Regions from separate parts of the Danio rerio genome. Here region 2 is linked to region 1. The links are chromatin contacts, called in public HiCAR-type maps. All regions are on one chromosome and are shown on one strand. Each heading gives the region's core, a stretch centred on a gene start, on an enhancer-like site or on the middle of the called end of the contact. The rest is flanking DNA. Distances are from core to core; before and after follow the strand shown. Region 1 holds the start of pex11a (peroxisomal biogenesis factor 11 alpha). Region 2 holds the start of serf2a (small EDRK-rich factor 2a).

Evidence for each region. HiCAR-type assays count read pairs that join an accessible place to other places.
Region 2: a HiCAR-type map of caudal fin shows a contact between it and region 1, with 4 times the contacts expected there. The contact joins the promoter of serf2a here to the promoter of pex11a in region 1. A contact is called at or near these places in 1 of 18 Hi-C or Micro-C datasets (embryo) and 2 of 4 datasets of contacts at active chromatin or transcription factors (caudal fin and embryo).

What each region holds. Positions count from the first base shown.
Region 1 is chr18:26,970,169-26,975,762 of GRCz12tu, forward strand. pex11a (peroxisomal biogenesis factor 11 alpha) reads left to right here and starts at 3,354. Exons shown (of 3, transcript NM_001103120.1): 1 at 3,354-3,755; 2 at 3,857-3,972. The coding sequence starts at 3,700. It also overlaps a transcript of gnrhr4 not described here.
Region 2 is chr18:27,180,154-27,185,747 of GRCz12tu, forward strand. It overlaps serf2a (small EDRK-rich factor 2a), which reads left to right and starts at 1,630. Exons shown (of 3, transcript NM_001172661.1): 1 at 1,630-1,749; 2 at 3,242-3,350; 3 at 3,435-3,937. The coding sequence starts at 1,743. The coding sequence ends at 3,504. rasef2 (RAS and EF-hand domain containing 2) reads right to left here. Exons shown (of 17, transcript NM_001089427.1): 17 at 3,857-4,333. The coding sequence ends at 4,231.

The DNA.
Region 1 (5,594 bases), core at 2,104-4,603:
AATGGATGTCAATGGTTACAGGTTTTGGAACAAGTTAAGAGTAAGTAAAAAATGACAATTGTAATTTTTTGGTGAACTATCCCCTTGCATGCCTATACACATTGTTTGATACAGTACAGAGTAATGATTGCTGAGTGTAAGGTATATGTGTATGATGGCTTAAAGGAATAGTTCACCAAAAATGAAAATTACCCAGTAATTTTCTCACCTTCAAGCCATTATTTTTTTCAAACAAACACAGTCAGAGTAGTGCTGTTTATTTGTATTGGGCTAGTGGTCCTTTTTTAAAGTGCATAGATCCATCGTAAAACTAACCCAAATGCACCATGGGATTAATGCATGTCTTATGAAGCAAATCAATGTTGCTTTTTATAATAAAATATTTATCATTTTGAAATTAGAAACTCAAATTACTGAAATCCAGCAGCTGCCAAATGCACACTGAACAACTTCTCACTGGACGTATAACACGTCGTAACACGCAATCGCATTGAGTAAAAGTATCAAATATCTAGTTTAAGGCTTCAGAATCGACTGTATGAAATATTCTTAAAACTGTTGTTGTACGTCTGTTAGAATAACTTCATGTAGGTCATGACCTCTGAATTTAGGAAACTGTAGACCAGGGGTGGCCAACCCTGTTCCTGGAGAGCCACCTTCCTGCAGATTTCAGTTGCTACCCATATCAAACACACCTGAACCAATTAATTAGGAAGTGAACACCACGTGATAATTACAGGCAGGTGTATTGGATATGGGTTGTAACTGAAATCTGCAGGAAGGTGGCTCTCCAGGAACAGGGTTGGCCACCCCTGCTGTAGACTGTTCTTTAATGTTGATCACCACAAGATTAATCAAAACATCTTGATATCTATGATGCATCCTTAAAGGCAGACACTCGCCTTTAGTCAGCTGTTTTCAACAAATTGCTTGAATGAATTATTAAATTGATTGCTGCCACTTACCGGCAGCTTAACTGCCATATTATCCTTGACATGCCTAAATGAGCTAAGATACACCAGCACAAACACACTCATAAAAATATTGTCTTATTATCATGATCAAAAGCACCTTTAAACTTCAGTAGTTCCAGGAATACAGTTTGTCAGATTTATAACCCCCCTTGAATTATTAGCCCCCCCTGTTTATTTTTTTCCTCAATTTCTGTTTAGCCAAAAGATGATTTTTTTTCAGCACATTTAATAAATAATTTCTAATAACTGATTTATTTTATCTCTGCCATGATGACAGTACATAATATAATAATAATAATAATAATAATAATATTTGACTTTACATTTTTCAAGACACTTATTTACAGCTTAAAGTGGCATTTAAAGGCTTAACCAGGTAATTAGGTTAACCAGGCAGGTTAGGGTAATTAGGCAAGTTATTGTATAATGATGGTTTGTTCTATTTCTATGGGAAAAGAAATAGCTTAACGAAGCAACTAATTTTGTCCTTAAAATGGTGTTTAAAAAATTTAAAACTGCTTTTATTTTAGCCAAAATAAAACAAATAAAACTTTATCCAGAAAAAATATATATATTATCAGACATACTGTGAAAATGTCCTTGCTCTGTTAAACATCATTTGGGAAACATTTAAAAAAAGAAAGAAAAAAAAATCAAAGGGGGGTTAATAACTTCTATTGTACCTCATTAATGTCACTCTTATGCACACAAATGTGCTGCCAAATCAGATCTGTTTCATTCTTTCAAAACCATTTAATGTATTAATATAGTCTGAAACAACTGGAAATTACAATAAGGCTGATCAATAATAAGATTCAATATCACAAAATGTCACAGAATACTTAATATAGGCAGGCTTTTTCCTGAACTGCATTTAAAAATGCCACATCTCAACCTTGAAATGAACTAATTTTTGATTGAGGTAAGTTTGGGTGGTGTGGGCAAAGACGTTATTTATAAGATTCACTAAATATATTATGAGACTAAAAATGAGGTGGTTTCTTGATTAAACACTGCCCTCTGCAGGTCTGATCGGACTGATCACAGTATGAGAGCACACACTGAGTTTTATTTAAATAAAAGTAATTTATATGCAGTATACGCCATCTGACAGTGTGCAAACATATGAAGTCAATTGCATTCTTATATGTAGAAAGTATGATTTTAATCATCTGAAAGGAATGACTGCCAGCATCGATGAACTCTAGATTTAATCTTATCATTTTGAACTTAAGGTCAATATTCAAACACGACACCAGCTTAATAAAATAATAATGTGAACAATATCAAATATTCTCTTTCAGGGTCCAGATCAGAAATTATATTAATAAAAAACTAATTGAAGAAGTAAAATGTAACAGGTCACATCAAAGAGAATAACCAAATGGAAGAAATGCGTCACAGATTCACTTTAAATTTAATAGTTTAAATCACTATGTGAATAATAAAAGGCATGAATTGTCAAAATGAGTCTGTTGTGTGACTTTTATGTGAGGTCTCACGTATCTAAAACTGTGATTGTATACTGTGATTGTTTATATATTATTCATAGCAAAACAATCCAGAGTACTAGTTGATGAAAATAAAGTTTATATATACTTAAATAGAAGATTTTTTTCAACACAATTCTATTACTTTATCATGTACACCTGTTCATGTTCACCTGTTCAACAGCTTGTTGAAGTACTCTAATAATCAGTCGTATTGGCAGCAACGTAATTCATTCAATCATTCATAGTTTGTTAAACTGCATAATGGCACTGGCAGATTATGCTAAAAACAAAGAATTATGCCTACCTGAACTTATTTCTCTAAAACACACCATAGCTTATTTGTCAGTCGCATGGCAGTGGTTCAAATTATCAAGCGGAATCAAGCATTGGCCTTATTTCACATTGGGGCGTGGTTTGCGCTTAACTGAGGGAGAAGAATCACGCTGATTGGTTGGTTAAATCAGGAAGTGGCACTGTTGTGACTTGTCCGTCGTCCAAAAACATCCGATAAAATACCCGAGCTCCGAATTTGTAAACACTTAATTTTACCATTATCTAAAAATGATATATTAAATACCACAATAAATAGTATTGTATATATTGGAACACAACTTTTAATAAATTAATACGCGAATGATGCGATTCGGGTCAATGAAACATGTCAAATGATTCAAAGACTCAAACGATTCGTTCACGAATTGCTCAAAGCGAAGAGAGCTAAAAGTACGGCACAAAGCTGTCCATCACTGCATATAAAAACTATGCAAATAAAACGTGCTGGTATAATGTTTATGATTCTAATATTATCTGCAACAGTTATTTAATTACGTTCAGTCGCAAGGCAGGTGAATGGTTTTAAACTGCTCAAAAGAACCGACTCCACAAAATGAATCGGACTTTCATTGCCCGTCATAAGAAGCTTTTTATAGTGTCGTGCATTTTGAATCGCTTATTATTACTTAGATCGAAACCACGATCGCTTTTATAAACACAGCAAGATATTTGTTTACTAAAAAGGGTCGTGAAGTTTGTTCGATGGTTTCAACAGTGTGTCTTTGTACAGTGTGGTGCATGAACTTTCACCCCTGTTCCTACAGTCGACAAGGATCGTGTCTGACAGGACACACACACATGGTTTAGTATGAATTGCGCTTTGGTGCTTTAGTTATTTATTCCCGAAAGAATCTCTTTTGCACAGTATTGTTTCACGGTAAGTTAGTTGTTTCAGCCACATGGAAACTTTCATCAGCTTCACGAACCAAAGTCAAGGAAGGGATCGCATTTTCAGGTCAGTCTCTTGTCATCTGTCAAAAACGACATTGAGTTAAAATTACGTGGCATAAAATGAGCTAGACTGTGCCTAAACGTTCATATGTTTGTTTTCTTTAGGGCAACACAATATGCATGTGCTTTGGCGAAATACCTTCTGAGAAATGAAGCGAAAAGAAAAGAGCTGGCGAAAAAGCTGCAGTTGCTGGAGTCTAATATGAGCTCGGGGCGAAAGCGTAAGAATGCTGTTACATAATATAAAAACACTCACAAAAACGTTCAGTTCTTTGTCAGTACTACCTGTCCAACATAGGATAATAAATTATTAGACAATGTTTAAGTATTCTCAGTTAGTAATATTTTTTTTCCATTTTTACATGTATAGTATCTTTACAGTTCACACAAGAAACCATTGTGATTAATTACTGAAAGATTCCTTTCACGTTAAATGTGCAAATGAATGTATGTGCCCATGGCTACAATTAAAGTACCCCTATTATGCTAATTGAAAGGTTCCTAATTTTGTTATGGGGATCTACTAAGAATCACAAGTAAAAAAAAAAATAATAATAATTTTCTCATAATGTATACAGCTTTCAAGTCTTTTCATGCAGGAGCTGTGTCCCAGTTCAGAAATCACATTTTTTCACTAGACAACTAGGGCTGTGCGATTAATCAATTCACAATTATGATTTGAAACGTGCGCTAATCGCAAGAGGCTGCGATATGAAATGTAATGTATATTATTTAATTTCCCCCATTCAGAGCAAATGCTGACTGCTGTCAATGTGTCTTACTATGTGACAGTCTTACTAGCCAATTAAGTGAGTACACTTTTGTATTGCCCAATCAGAATTGTGCAATGGAACAATGTGGAACTCCCACCATAAAAAACAAAAAAAACAAACAAACAGGAAAGCGCAGACGAGTGGGATGAAGGTGTCTGCTCCTTCAGAAGCATTAATAGACTAATTAATATAAATGTAAAAACAGCATTGGTAATATGCAAATATTTTGGTTTTAAAGTCACAGACACTGAACAAAAACAGGTCATTTGTATGAGCTGTCACAGAATTGTTGCCAGCACGAGGAAATACAACCAGCACCTAAAAACACCACAGGGGGCTATATAAGGAGTGTAAAGTATTGGCAGTGACACTAGCAACAACAAAGTACAATTTCAGTTGTTTGCGGCTGTTATACCATATGAAAAAACATCACACAGGCACCAGCAGATAACTAAAATAACTCACAACCTCGCTAAGTACACGGTGCCTTTTAATGCAGTGACCATTTAAAAAAATTGGATTTAAAAACCCAAATGCTGGATAGGAAATATACACTTCTGTATCATAAATTTTTTTGCTATTTTGCACTATCACAGCTGTACGTTGAATGTCCTGATATTTTGTGTAGCATCTGTGAATTGTTTTGTTTTTAGATTATATAAGCTACATAAAGCCTCTTATTAGCCGTGTTTGTTTACTGACTGTTTGCTGAATTTTTATAATTATATATTTTTATTACTATCTCCCTAATTTGAGTTGAACTTAAGGTCACTTTATTGGTGCTTACTGTTTGGTTTAGAGAAAAATGCAGTGTTAAATTTCTTAATATTTAAAAACTATTTTTATATAAAAGTAAATTAATATATTTCCAGTTTTTAACACTCACTTCATTTTAGCAGCAAGAAGCTACATTACAGATTATTGAGCTGAAGCTTTAAGCTCAAAGTCACAATATTGCATTTAGATATTTTCCCCAAATAGCACAGCCCTATGGACTACACATACTTTAAAGGCATGGCTTTTGATGTCCCAAAGGCCAAGCCAAACATTATTAAATAAGGGGGTCTAGT
Region 2 (5,594 bases), core at 380-2,879, 210 kb after region 1:
GGTACTAATATAAATTCACAGTGTGCTTTAATACTAACATGACAGTAATGTTTATATCCATTCCTATATTTTATTATATTAGTGTCTGGGATACAGCAAGTTCAGAGACTGTAATGATTATTTTGTAAAATATTGACTTTAATGTGTGAAAGTCAGCTACTGAGGTTGGGTTACTCCATTTAAATGAGGCTTGAACCCAGAAATAGGGTTCTAACCTGTATATTCCATACAAAAAAATGAAGAATGTTCAGTGTTCTAAAAGGCTGTAGCTCTCACAGAAGAAAAAATTATTCCAGTTAGCCATAATGTTTCTGGGTTTTCGAAGTAGCCCTGCATAAGCTTTCAGTGGAGGAACAAAAACTTTTCAATTTTCTTTTCAATTTCAATATTAAATGTCATTAATTGTGTTCCGAGGATGAATGGAAATCTTATTGGCTTGAGGATAAGCAATTTATGACAATGTATTATTTTTATTTATGCGGAGTGAACGGTCCTTTTAAGACGGGAACTTGACCCCACCTACTGGTGGTTTAGTGTATTTATCTAATGACAGGATTAAATTAGGCTTTGCACAAAAACACTCACCAAAAAAAAAAAAGAAAAAAAATATTATGGAAGTCAGGTTACTAGTTTCCGCCTTCATTAAACTGTGTGTTTAACAAAAGAAAGGTGCGAAAAAATTAAAGTTGCGTAAATGACCATTACATTTTTTTGGGTGAACTATCCCTTTAAACATGTAGGCTAAATGCTAATGTTTTAGAGTCCGGGAAAATACTGCAGTTCAGGCCCCGACTGACAGCAATTACACGGTGTCATTATAGGCTGTTGGTGGCTCAAAAATTCATCAACTTCCTCTTCCTCAAATTAGGCCTATCAGTAGTTATTTTTGTTGGTCATAATCCATACTGTAGGCTTTAGGCCCTACTTTATATCAAAGTTATGATATTGATAAGAATTGTTATTATGGTTCTAGCATTGTTTAACGGCAAATAAAAAGTTCTTGTCATTTTATTTCCATTTTCTTAACTTTGGCAAATAAGATTGCAAAGTTGTTTGGTTCATTGTTCACTCTCAGCAAAACAATAATTAAAATTACACGTAAAAATAATGTAACGTTAACTAAAAATATCAATATAAAAACAAAATTCAAGAAGCATGAAAAAAATCATACTTACCCAAGAAAGAAACATTTCTTATCAATTAATCTAAAGTTTAATTAAATTACACAAGTCTATAAAATTGGAATTTTACGCAACTTTAAAATTTGTTTGTAAAACTAAAATTTCCCAGCTAGCCAAACAAATTTCTCGGTGACTTCTAAATCTAATTACGACTTTTGGTTTTCAAAATAACAAAACATTCTTAAAGTGCAAATTACCATTCATATGACCCTTGGAAAAGCAGCATGAACTTAAATCATTCCAAAACAATGATGATACATTCCATGGGGAAAAAACCCGTGACAAACGATCACACTCATTTTTACAAAAGGTGCAAATATCAGTAACATTCCAATATTTGGACTATCATCCCACATCCCAGTTTAACCCTGTACCTGACGTCACACCTCACATATCCAATCAGATGTTTGCTGCTTCCTGTGCAGAATGAGATCTCGCGATGCTGTGGTGGAATCATCCAGAGTGAGTTCAACGCCAGACAGGGAAGGTAGTTTGTGGTTCGGCAATAAAATAGCGGCCCTTTGGGTGAGCTAATCTGAAAACTGGACTAACTGATCAAAGATGACGAGTGAGTATATAAACTGATCTCACTTGAGTCATTATAGCAGTATTTAGATGGACAAACGTTATGAAGCATTTGGGATTGACCGATTCAATTTTAAACTTAATGGTTAACAGTTTAAAGTTACCGTTAGTTAATGAATGCAGCTGTTTTCCACAGAGTTCAGCACATCTGAATATGTTATAGGTGCCATTTCGTTGTGTACATGTTAGTGTCACCATAATACAGCGCACACACCCCTTTCAGCTTTGACAGAGCTAGTCGTATTAAGTGTATATTGCATTCATTTCTCTTATTAAATCTTTGGAAACAAAAAGGTTGAGATCCATTATGATTAGGCGTTATTAAAATACGTTTTTAGCATATTGTGTGCCATGTGTATGTTAAGCCATGGTATGTTGTTAGTGATAACAATGTTCGAGCAAAGAGGCAAACAGAACACCACCTGTTTTAATCAACACAATATGTAGGCTAGTTGTGGGTCGGTCCAAAATTAAATACTGCTATATTGTTATTCGAATTAAATTATTTTATAAATAAAATCGTTATATTGTGTAACCAATTAGCACTGCATGATATTGAAAAAAGTTTTTGGAACAAAGATATTGGAAAAGACATTGCCATTTTTTTTCTCTGGAATACATATTGCAAAGGTAGTTAGTCAAAATTATTAGCGCCTCAGATTTTTTTTCCCCTTTTCTAAATATTTCCTAAATGTGTAACAGAGCAAGGACATTTTCACAGTATGTCTGATAATTTCTTTCTTTCTTTTGATAAAGTCTTTCGTTTAATTTTGACCAGAATAAAAGCAGTTTTTAATAATAATAAAAAAACCTAATAATTCTGATTTCAACTGTATAGGATAATGTAATATATTGCGATAAAGTTTAACCAAATGACTAACCCTTTTTGTAAAAACTTTAGATTGATTGCAATGATTTTATAGGTGTGAAATAAATATTTGAAATAACAATACAATCAAACAATGGAGCAAATTATTAAGTGAAATAATGATTTATGGTTTCCTGTGGACAGTCTAACAGTATTTGTTTACAGATAGTGAAAATTCAAATGTAAATTAATGCCTGTATAGCATATAGTTAAAAGAAATAGTCTTCATAAAGATTTTCAATAAAATTCATCTTTAAATTTAACTTTATGCTCTTAAAAGGTTTATATGGGCACTGGCCTTAAAACCCCTGCAGACAATTAACATTCATTCTATTGTCCTTAAATTCTCTGTCTAGAGAAAATATCTATGCTCAAACAATATATTGTGTAGCCCTACAACCAAAAGTTAAATTTAAGTTTAACACAAAATGCTCCTTGAAATATGACCAATACAAATGTAAATGATTTCACAGCATGTTGAATTACAATAACTAATTCCATGTCTTAAAAAAAAAAAAAAAAAAAAAAATAGAAGTAAAAACATGTTATGAAGACTAAAAGATATGGTCCAGTCAGACCAGATAACTTAAACATTATCTTCTTTTAGGGGGAAATCAGCGTGAACTTGCTCGCCAAAAGAATGTCAAAAAACACAGTGATATGCAAAAGGGCAAGAGAAATGACGACGGTTTATCTGCTGCTGCCAGGAAGCAGAGGTAAGCTGTAATGCACGTCTAACTTAAACTAGATACAGTTATGGGACATTTAACGCCACTTTCATACATTATTTTTCTTTATAGAGATGCAGAAATAATGCAACAGAAGCAAAAGAAAGCCCACGAAAAAGGGGATTCTAAAGCCAAACAGTAGATGTCAACAAACCCTCTGGACAGATCCAAGCCATCTTATTTATGAATGCCATAAGTCTATAGTGGGGTTTTGGTCTCAATTCAGAAGCCCCTTTGTTGGTACTTTCCATTGTATTGCACCGGTTTGAGACATGTACACAGTAAAAGTGTAAATTGACCTACTTTTCTTGATCAGTATTTACCATGTAAAGAAACAAGAACAAAATACATATTGGAACCACATACACTTGCATTTTTAAATCTCATTCCTTATTAATATCAACTTAAAATTGTTAAATAAATGTCGCTCAAATCAGAGTTTGTTCTAAAGCAGTGTTCTTTGTGCTGCCTAATAAAGACTTCCAGACCTTGGATTTGGATTTAAATGTAAAAGTTTTATTTGTAAATCTGTCACAATAACTACAACATATAAATAATAAAACAAAAACAAAAAACAAACACTGAACCCTGAAGTGATTTGATCATTTGTAGGCAAATGCACAAGTATACATTTGATCAGTGTGCTTTTAAAAAAACAAAAACAAAATGCAAATGAAACATCCAAAGCTGTATAAAATGGCTTAAAATTTACAATTAATAAAACAAATAATATATTATAAACTTTTTTTTTCTAATAAAAAGGACTTGATTTCACAAAGTGCAATACTTATTTTAAAAAAAATTATAATAAATTGTTAGCTTAACTAAGCACTGACACTAAAATAAAAGACAAGTAAACAAACAAGACTTAAACTCCACAGCAGTTGCTCAGGGTCTTCCTCCGTTTGTGAAGACTCAGCTTGACCTGTGACTCTGACCTCCGGCCCAGTTTAACATGTTTCTTTACTTCTCTGTAATGATGAGGATTCAGAAGACATTAAAAACCTTTAGATTTTAAAGCGTTGTAATAGGGCTTTCTACACTGAGCTTACCCTGGGACAAACACATACTTTTGGAAAGCAAGGAAACTTGGCACAAAAATTAAGCAGTACTTCAATTAATTTTTAATTCAGTTTAATATTTGTTTTATAGCCTATAGCCAGGTGCATCATGGGAAATGGTTATGAGTTAGTTTGTGTTATATTAGTTAGTTAGTGTTATTAGTTAGTTAAAATACATGGATTGTTGTGTTAATTACTATGCGTTTATTGGCTTCTGTGATTTAGGGCCCAATATTAGGCCTGCCACGATAAGTCACTTTTGTTATCGCGATAATTTCTATGACAATATACCGCGCAAGTATTATTATTGTCATTTTAAGACCATTTTATAAACAGACTAAAATGTAAAATTGCTGATTATATAACAGCATATAAATAGTCAAACACATTCAAGGGTGAAAAACATGTTTGTTTTTAAAGGAAAAAAAAAAAAAAAAAAAAAATCACCTATTACCCTTCATTGCACCTTATCGGTTCAGTAATAAATGTTAGATAGATAGTAGTAGATGAATAGATGAAAAATAGCTGTTCTTTAGTGACCGCGTCACTGGCTCTTACGATCATCCCTGTTCACCAAGCAATTACAGTTATTTCCATTGAGCGAGTGAACAATGGCCAATCATAAGTGTCAAAGGTCTCACCAGTGCTCAAAAACTAAACGGGATTATATTAGAAAACATTGTTTGTAGAAAGAGTTGAACCCGTATACCTCCAATGACGATTAGATGACAGAAGCTGCGCAATCAGCAAAAACTTAGAAGAAATTTCATTTAAAAAAGTTAAATCATGATGGATGATATACATTGCGCCATCATAAATGATTGAAGTCATGTAAACGTATTGCAAGATATGCCGATAAATTGATTGTATCAGGCCTACATATTATTTGATTTACAAAATATTAACCATCACCATCAACAAGGGTAGCACCCTTGTGGTGTGGCCCCATTAGAGGCTGTTCATGTTCTGAGCTCAGAATAAAAAGGTTAACTGACCAGTGCTGCCTCCCAGGTTATATTAAATTGTTCTCATAGAGATAGAAAATATTAAGGCAACTTATTTATTTTTCATTGGTTCAATTGAAAATTTAAATGTGAACCATTAACCTAAATGTTTTAAATTGGATGAATGATTATACACTGGAAATAAAAGCTTACATTCATTTCAGAAT